Regions from separate parts of the Zea mays genome. Here region 1 is linked to region 2. The links are chromatin contacts, called in public Hi-C maps. All regions are on one chromosome and are shown on one strand. Each heading gives the region's core, a stretch centred on a gene start, on an enhancer-like site or on the middle of the called end of the contact. The rest is flanking DNA. Distances are from core to core; before and after follow the strand shown. Region 1 has its middle 20 kb from the start of LOC100273108. Region 2 holds the start of LOC103632719 (protein ODORANT1).

Region 1 (3,549 bases), core at 477-2,976, 180 kb after region 2:
TATGCACGCACTCAGTTGCTCGAACACGATTAGAGATGAGAATGGATACCCAAAAATCAAAATCCGATGAGTTTTTTTACTTAATTTAGGGTACAGGTTTAGGTCAAATTTTATACACATAGATTTATTAATGGGCGTAAATCTATACCCGACAGGTTTATATGTATGGGTTTGTTTCTATAGTACCTAAACCCGTGAACCCGTGGATTTTTTAAACCCGACCAAACCTATTGTCATTTTATTTTATAAACGAACAACAAATTTGTTATCTTCCTATTTACTCCTAATTTTTATCAAATGGTGAATGTATAAGTAGTTGGTGAGAGTGTTGCTTGCTTGCTATTATAGTTTTTTTATTAGCGTTATATACGTGGTGGATAGATAACTTAGTGCAAGGTCACTTAATTATACAACTTATTATTTATATTTCAATCTCTCTACTAATAATTTTTATATCAAATCATGAACTCAGTTGTTTTTATCACATAAATTTTGGACCATGATCTCACTAATATATCATTACGATACTTATTAATTATGAGAAGAACAAGAGATGAAACTCACGGGTTACCCGTGGATACCCGCTAACCAGATGGGTACGGGTTTGGGTACAATTTTAAACTTGTTTTGGGTACGAGTTTTTAATGGGTATATATATTTTACAAGGGTACGAGTTTGGGATGGCAAAAACCAGCACAGGAGGAGGTGTATAATTGAGTCCATTTGTAATCGGATATTTATCGACTGCTAATTTATTTTTAAACTAAAATGTACTTTAGAATGGTCGCTTACTTGAGACTTGGGAGAAGCCGTCAGCTTGACTTGCTGGCCCGGCAGGGGAAGCGCAAGCAGAGAGTCTACGACGATCGAGCAGAGCTCGTCTGGACTCTGGAAGCTGCGAGTAAAAACTCTGCAGTTCACACCGTACCATGCACAATTCAGACTACCACGTATACGTATACACCAGCTCGATGGCCTGGAGGCTAGCACGCGTGTCCAGAAATAGCCACTGCTACTTTATGAAAAAAGGTAGATATAGGACCGAGTACTGCTACATTCGCATTCATATCATATCCACTACGTACATTTCTGAGTGAAAAAAAAAATATTTTTCCTACAATAAATCCGACATTGAGCTGACCTTTTTTCTGTGCTTGGCTCTCTATTGTTCTGCTGTCAACACGGCATGCAGAAACCCGAACTGTGGACGGAGGGGAAAACTGACAAGTGGCAGCAATGATGATAAAGAATAAGTAAACAACGACAACGTCGTACCCCACCAGATCAGGATATGCTGCTGATCGACCGACTATGGAGTAAGGAGTATGGAGATGGACTGGACGCGTCGTCTACCTTTTCGTTTCGTTGGCAACCGGCGCCGACCCACGCTTGCAAAGATTTGGATTGGATTGGCAGTGGCACTACGTACAATCCCGGCCCCCTGCAGATGGCATTGCACCCTCCACAGCTGGAGGCCAGCTGCATGCAATGCACTACTACTGTCTACTACAATGCAATGCAAACCCTACCACTCCATCTGGGATCGTCAACAGCTATTGTCATGGACATGGTGATTAGCAGGATCTGGATCCCTCCGTGCGCAGCGGTTGACCTAACCCGGCCCCCCCACCGGCCACCACCACCACTTCGCGCTCTCGCCTCTTCGGTGACGACACATGACGGAGAAGGTGACGCCGATGGTGCGCTGCGCACGGGCTGGCCTCGCTCGCGCCTCTAATCAAACCCAACCCATCAAGACAATCACCGTGCGTGTACTGTGTGGGCTGGGGAATCTAGAGAAGCCCATGACGAAACCGACGGGGGAACGCCCACCGGACTTGAAACGCAAGGGAGCAAGCAGGCTTCAATTGGAGGGAGCCCAGGAAAGCTCGAGCTTCCCGGGAAGGAGTAATGGCAGACAGGCAGGCTGGTTTTCCGGGCAAGAAGTAATAATGACCGCATCCAAGTTCCGAATGCCGCTTCTCTCTCGGAAAGGCGAACCGCGAATGGTGCATGCGCAATTTGAAAGGCGACTCGTGCATGCACGTCAAGCTGACTCGCACTTCTAGCAGCAGCAGCTGACGAAGACATGGCATTGTTTGGACATGCGTTAGCACATTCTTAATGAAACAAATCCACTTTTTGCACATACCCTAGTACTAGGAGCGTGCCTCTGGATATATACACCCTCTGGTTCCAAAATTAAAATTCTTGACGTTTAACCTACTAAAAATATGGATGAAAATTCTATAGTACGTTTTAGCTTTTACATGCAACTTTAGCCGTTTTTTACCCCCTACATGCGCGTTTATTCTGCATGCTTCTAATGTTGCGCATTAACTACACCCAGCATGCATGCACATTTTAAAATGTTGGCAACATGATGTGGAAGAGGGTTGACAAGTCTATGTCTATGGGATATCGAACAGCTTATGGAGGTTCCAATAATTGTGGTTTATTAGGAGATGCTGAAGATCATTTTTAAAAGTTTTTCTAAACCTTAGTACACGCATATTCTAGTTCTAATTAATATTACTACTACTACATGCATACTAAGATCATTACTACTCCAACTAATATATAATTCTATTTTGCGCGAGCGAAAAAATGGCGTGTGCATATATCCATGCAGATCGGGTGCCAACAACAAAAAAATAAGAACGCGGATGTAGCTCAGCAAAAAAAAATTACATAATGAAAAAGGGCATCATTTTTTATGTAATTAGACGCATAACCAAAATTTTAGGGCTAATCGATACATCACGCTTAGCAAAAAAAAATCTAGCAAAGTCAGCATATATGTATTATTCGTATCTACATAATTAATTTCAAAATTCATACAACATATATATCACAAATCTTTGATGACAAATTGACAATCTCCTTATAGTGTTAAGGATCATAGACAGGGCCGGTCCTGACATTTCGGGGGGCCTAAACAAAAATTTATATAGAGGCCCCATATAACTAGATATATGTATATATCATCTACACATCTACTAAATACATATCAGTAAAGAAATTGTATATAAGTTACTGTAATATAGAATATTACACATTATTGTTTATAAAATAACATTGGCTGAAATAATAAAAATTTACTTGTCACTTCTCATCTTATAAAACTTCTTCTAATATTTTTTGTACAAAATCATCGATTATACTATTGATATCGATATCATTCAATAGCTTCTTCTCGATCATAAAGGCGTCAAACCATTCAACCTTTCTTGACTCATTGTTGATCTTAAATAATTATTCAGTAACTTCAATTTTGAGAAGCTTCTTTCAGCAGATGCAACAGTAACAAACACAGTAAATAATATTCTATAAGTAATAGAGGCATTAGGATAACAATCCACAACTCTAATATGCTCAAAAATCTCCACAGCAGATAATGTGTCGTTAGGCAAAGTAAACTTTAGAATATTCAATTTAGAAATCAAATCATTTAACTCAACATCACATGAACCATCATGAGAGAAAGTGTTTGCAAATTTAGTGCAAAACTCTTCAAGTTCTCTATCATTTAGTGAGCTTAGTGTGCTT
Region 2 (3,469 bases), core at 555-3,054:
ATTATGGAATAAGAAATTGGCCTATCTGAATATTCAGCCATGCGGTTTAGTTAACTAATTCCACAACGTGCTCAAATGAACAGGTTTTGTTTTTTACTTGGTATAGCTCAGTCGATACAAAAGGTCATAATTGTGGAATATAAGAAACGGGTTATCTAGCTAATGATCAAACTACAGTGGTGTGTTCGCCGAATTCCTGTTTCCAGACGCGTGCTCTCATCAGTTCACCGGTCTGATTATTTTCCTTCGTTCCACACTGCATATCTCACCACTTGCACCGTGTTTTGTTGACAGAATAGTACGTATTCCACTTTCATTTGGGGAAGCACGTATCTGATAGAGCATTAGTTTATGCAACGAAGACAATTAGCTAATAAGCATATTGTTCGTGTCACTATTTTGTTCTCTTGTAAGAAGCTTCGTGTGTGTCCTGGCCTAGCAACAAATTAAAAGGGTGCGGTTTTGTCAATCCCTGCAGTCTTGTATGACATCAGTCAACGTTCCAACTTCCAATCTAGCAAATTTGAGAAGACTGCCGCGGCTGCGAACCTCTGGATCAGTACGTGTTTCAATTAGTTGGATGTACTGTTACACTAGCAAAGTGCGCGTACGTTGATACGATTTTTATTTATACTTGAGTACATAGTATAAAACATAAAGACTCGTGCGTTTTGTTGGTTAGATGAGTGTGAATATGAGTTTGGAGTCAATAACTTGATTCAAATCTGAATTTATGTGTAATTTTAGTTTTTTTACTATTTAAATGCGGAGGAGCAGAAGAAGACAATGAAACTGTGGAAACTGGTAGTGTGTTCATGAGCAATATCAAAACTGGCCGGATGCGTCGTTTGATATCTCGATGATATGATAAGATTGGCCACAAGTAATGAGAAAATTCTCTATATATGTCACTATAATTTTGTCTAATACCTTATTTATCATCACAAATGTTATAATTCTTTCTATACGATGGCATGGATGGATAAGAAATTACATCCTCGAAAGACATAGAAGGGATTATGACATTTATGATACAAAATACGGTCTTGGAAAAAAAATGCACTGGCTGCATAGAATTGCATGAGTAATCAGCAGGACTAATTGCATCACATTCACATCTGAGAAAACCAACATTTGGATATCCTAATACATCCGCAAATAGGTAGTAAGAAATAAATCTATGACACATGCTTAAAGCATTGTTTGTAGGTGGAAAACAATTTACACGTGACATATAACATATGCCTGTATGCTGTATGCATGCTTGATAAGTGCAACATTTTAACTTTTCTAGATACATATTGATTTTACTATATGCATTTAGACCTAGTGTATATCTAAATACACAATAAAATGTATGTATTAAAAAAGCCAAAATGTTTTATAATTTGAAAGATGATACTATAGCTGACGATACAGTATAACTTGGGATTCAAGGGATACGCGAGATAGAGTAACAAGAAATCCTATAGTGTGTACACTTGTATGGATTTGTCTTCAAGTTGCATGGAAGCATTTCTTATATATTAATATCATGTATTCATGTTTTCCTTTCATGCGAGTCCTAATAACACGCACCTAGAAGCTAGATGTATACTACTAGGGTGGAATATTACTACAAAAATAGTCAGCATAGAAATCAAAACTTTGGTTATGATATGATGGGCTATTTCATTTCCTTGTTCAACAATCAGAACTAAAAAAATAATGGGGTCGTTTAGATATATAGTAGAATGACCAAGGCTTGGCAACTGCATAGGCATAGCATAGCAGCCCGTGCAAAGCAAGCGAAAGGGACCCACGACCACGAGCAGGAAAGTAAACCTGGCCAAGTGGTAACACCGTCGTCAGGTCCCACACTCCAGTCTCAGTATCTCCCGTGCTACACACGTACCCCGTTCCTGGAGGACTGACTGCCTCGACGTCTTCTCTCCCCCGTCCTCCCATTGTCCTTTATAAAGGAAGGTGGCAATGGCGTCTCCACCGTGAAGTTGCAAAGCTAGCTCGCTTGCAAGTCGCAACGGTTTTTAGCTAGCTGGTTGCGCGTGCTTTTCTTTATTTGCGAGCGAGAGGAGTTTGTTATAACGAACTGAGCAATGGGGAGGCAACCGTGCTGCGATAAGGTGGGGCTGAAGAAGGGCCCGTGGACGGCGGAGGAGGACCAGAAGCTCGTCACCTTCCTCCTCATCAACGGCCAGTGCTGCTGGCGCGCCGTGCCTAAGCTCGCCGGTGAGTGATCACCATATAAATCCGGTCTCCCTCATTGGCCGGCCGGCGGCTAGCTTTGCTTTGTTTTTCTTACACGCTGCCTTAGCCTGGCATGCACGCCAAGACGCCATGACCATGAACTCACTCGTGCGCTTGTGGGTTTCTGAATGAACAGGACTACTGCGGTGCGGGAAGAGCTGCAGGCTGCGGTGGACCAACTACCTGCGCCCGGACCTCAAGCGCGGGCTGCTGTCGGAGGAGGAGGAGAGGACGGTGATCGACCTGCACGCGCAGCTGGGCAACCGGTGGTCCAAGATCGCGTCGCACCTGCCGGGGAGAACGGACAACGAGATCAAGAACCACTGGAACACGCACATCAAGAAGAAGCTCAAGAAAATGGGCATCGACCCTGTGACACACAAGCCACTCCATCAGCCAGCTCCTCCTCCTCCTCTTGAGGAGCCAGCTGGCTCGTCGGGGGAGGAGAAGCAGATCGTCACGGCGATCACGTCAGGATACGATGATGCATCGTTCTGCACCGACGACGTGCCCATGGCGCTCCTCCTGGACGACATTGACATCGTGTTGCCAGGCGACGACGTGGTCAGTGCACAGGCCGCGGCCTGCTTCGGCACTGTTTACTCGCCCGAGTCGTCTTCTTCCTCCTCCTCGTCCAACTCCGCCTCCGCGGCAGCATCGAGCGGTGGCACCAGCAGCGTCGACGGCGAGTGGCTTGATTGGCCGCCGATGATGGACTGGCCGGAGCCGATGTGGCAGCTGGAGGACGTGGTTACTGCGCGGAAGCCATGGGAGTTCGAGGACCCCTTCGTCACATACCAGAGGATCGCCTTGTTTGAACACCAGGAAACATTATGATGAATTGGTCTTCCTTTGCGGGAAAATATGTTTTTCAGCTAAATAGTAGTACTATATATTAATACACAAACGATTACACAGATCAGTAATCAGTGTCATGTTCCTAAAAAGTGGCAGCAGATTTGCATACTTATTCACCACCGCTGCATTTTCCTATTATTATACGATTACAATGTTTAAAACACATAGACAGTCTTACAAAAATAGTCTTTAGTATTACTAGTATTAGTAGACAACCGACTACAATATCGATTTTTGAACCGGCACTACAGTAAAACAGAGAATTTCCTACGGCCAAAGCCATCGGAGATAAACACTAAGCCGTCGAAAATAAACTATTTTCGACGGCCGAAGGCTTATCTCCGACAGCACCCGTCCCTTGACC

The links. A called contact is a pair of places that touch in the nucleus more often than the background predicts.
Region 1: a contact with region 2 is called in a Hi-C map of ear, with 2.8 times the contacts expected there. The contact joins the enhancer-like site here to the promoter of LOC103632719 in region 2. A contact is called at or near these places in 2 of 25 Hi-C or Micro-C datasets (ear and tassel).

Annotation. Positions count from the first base shown.
Region 1 is chr7:113,381,320-113,384,868 of Zm-B73-REFERENCE-NAM-5.0, forward strand. No RefSeq gene overlaps it. Among protein-coding and RNA genes, the nearest start is that of LOC100273108, 20 kb to the right of the region's middle. Within about 2 kb of position 1,727, at least 18 of the 20 cell types and tissues checked have an H3K27ac peak or open chromatin away from gene starts, as enhancers often do. A contact at or near this core is called in ear and tassel, where this site is marked.
Region 2 is chr7:113,204,501-113,207,969 of Zm-B73-REFERENCE-NAM-5.0, forward strand. LOC103632719 (protein ODORANT1) reads left to right here and starts at 1,805. Exons shown (of 2, transcript XM_008654462.1): 1 at 1,805-2,229; 2 at 2,384-3,169. The coding sequence starts at 2,097. The coding sequence ends at 3,084.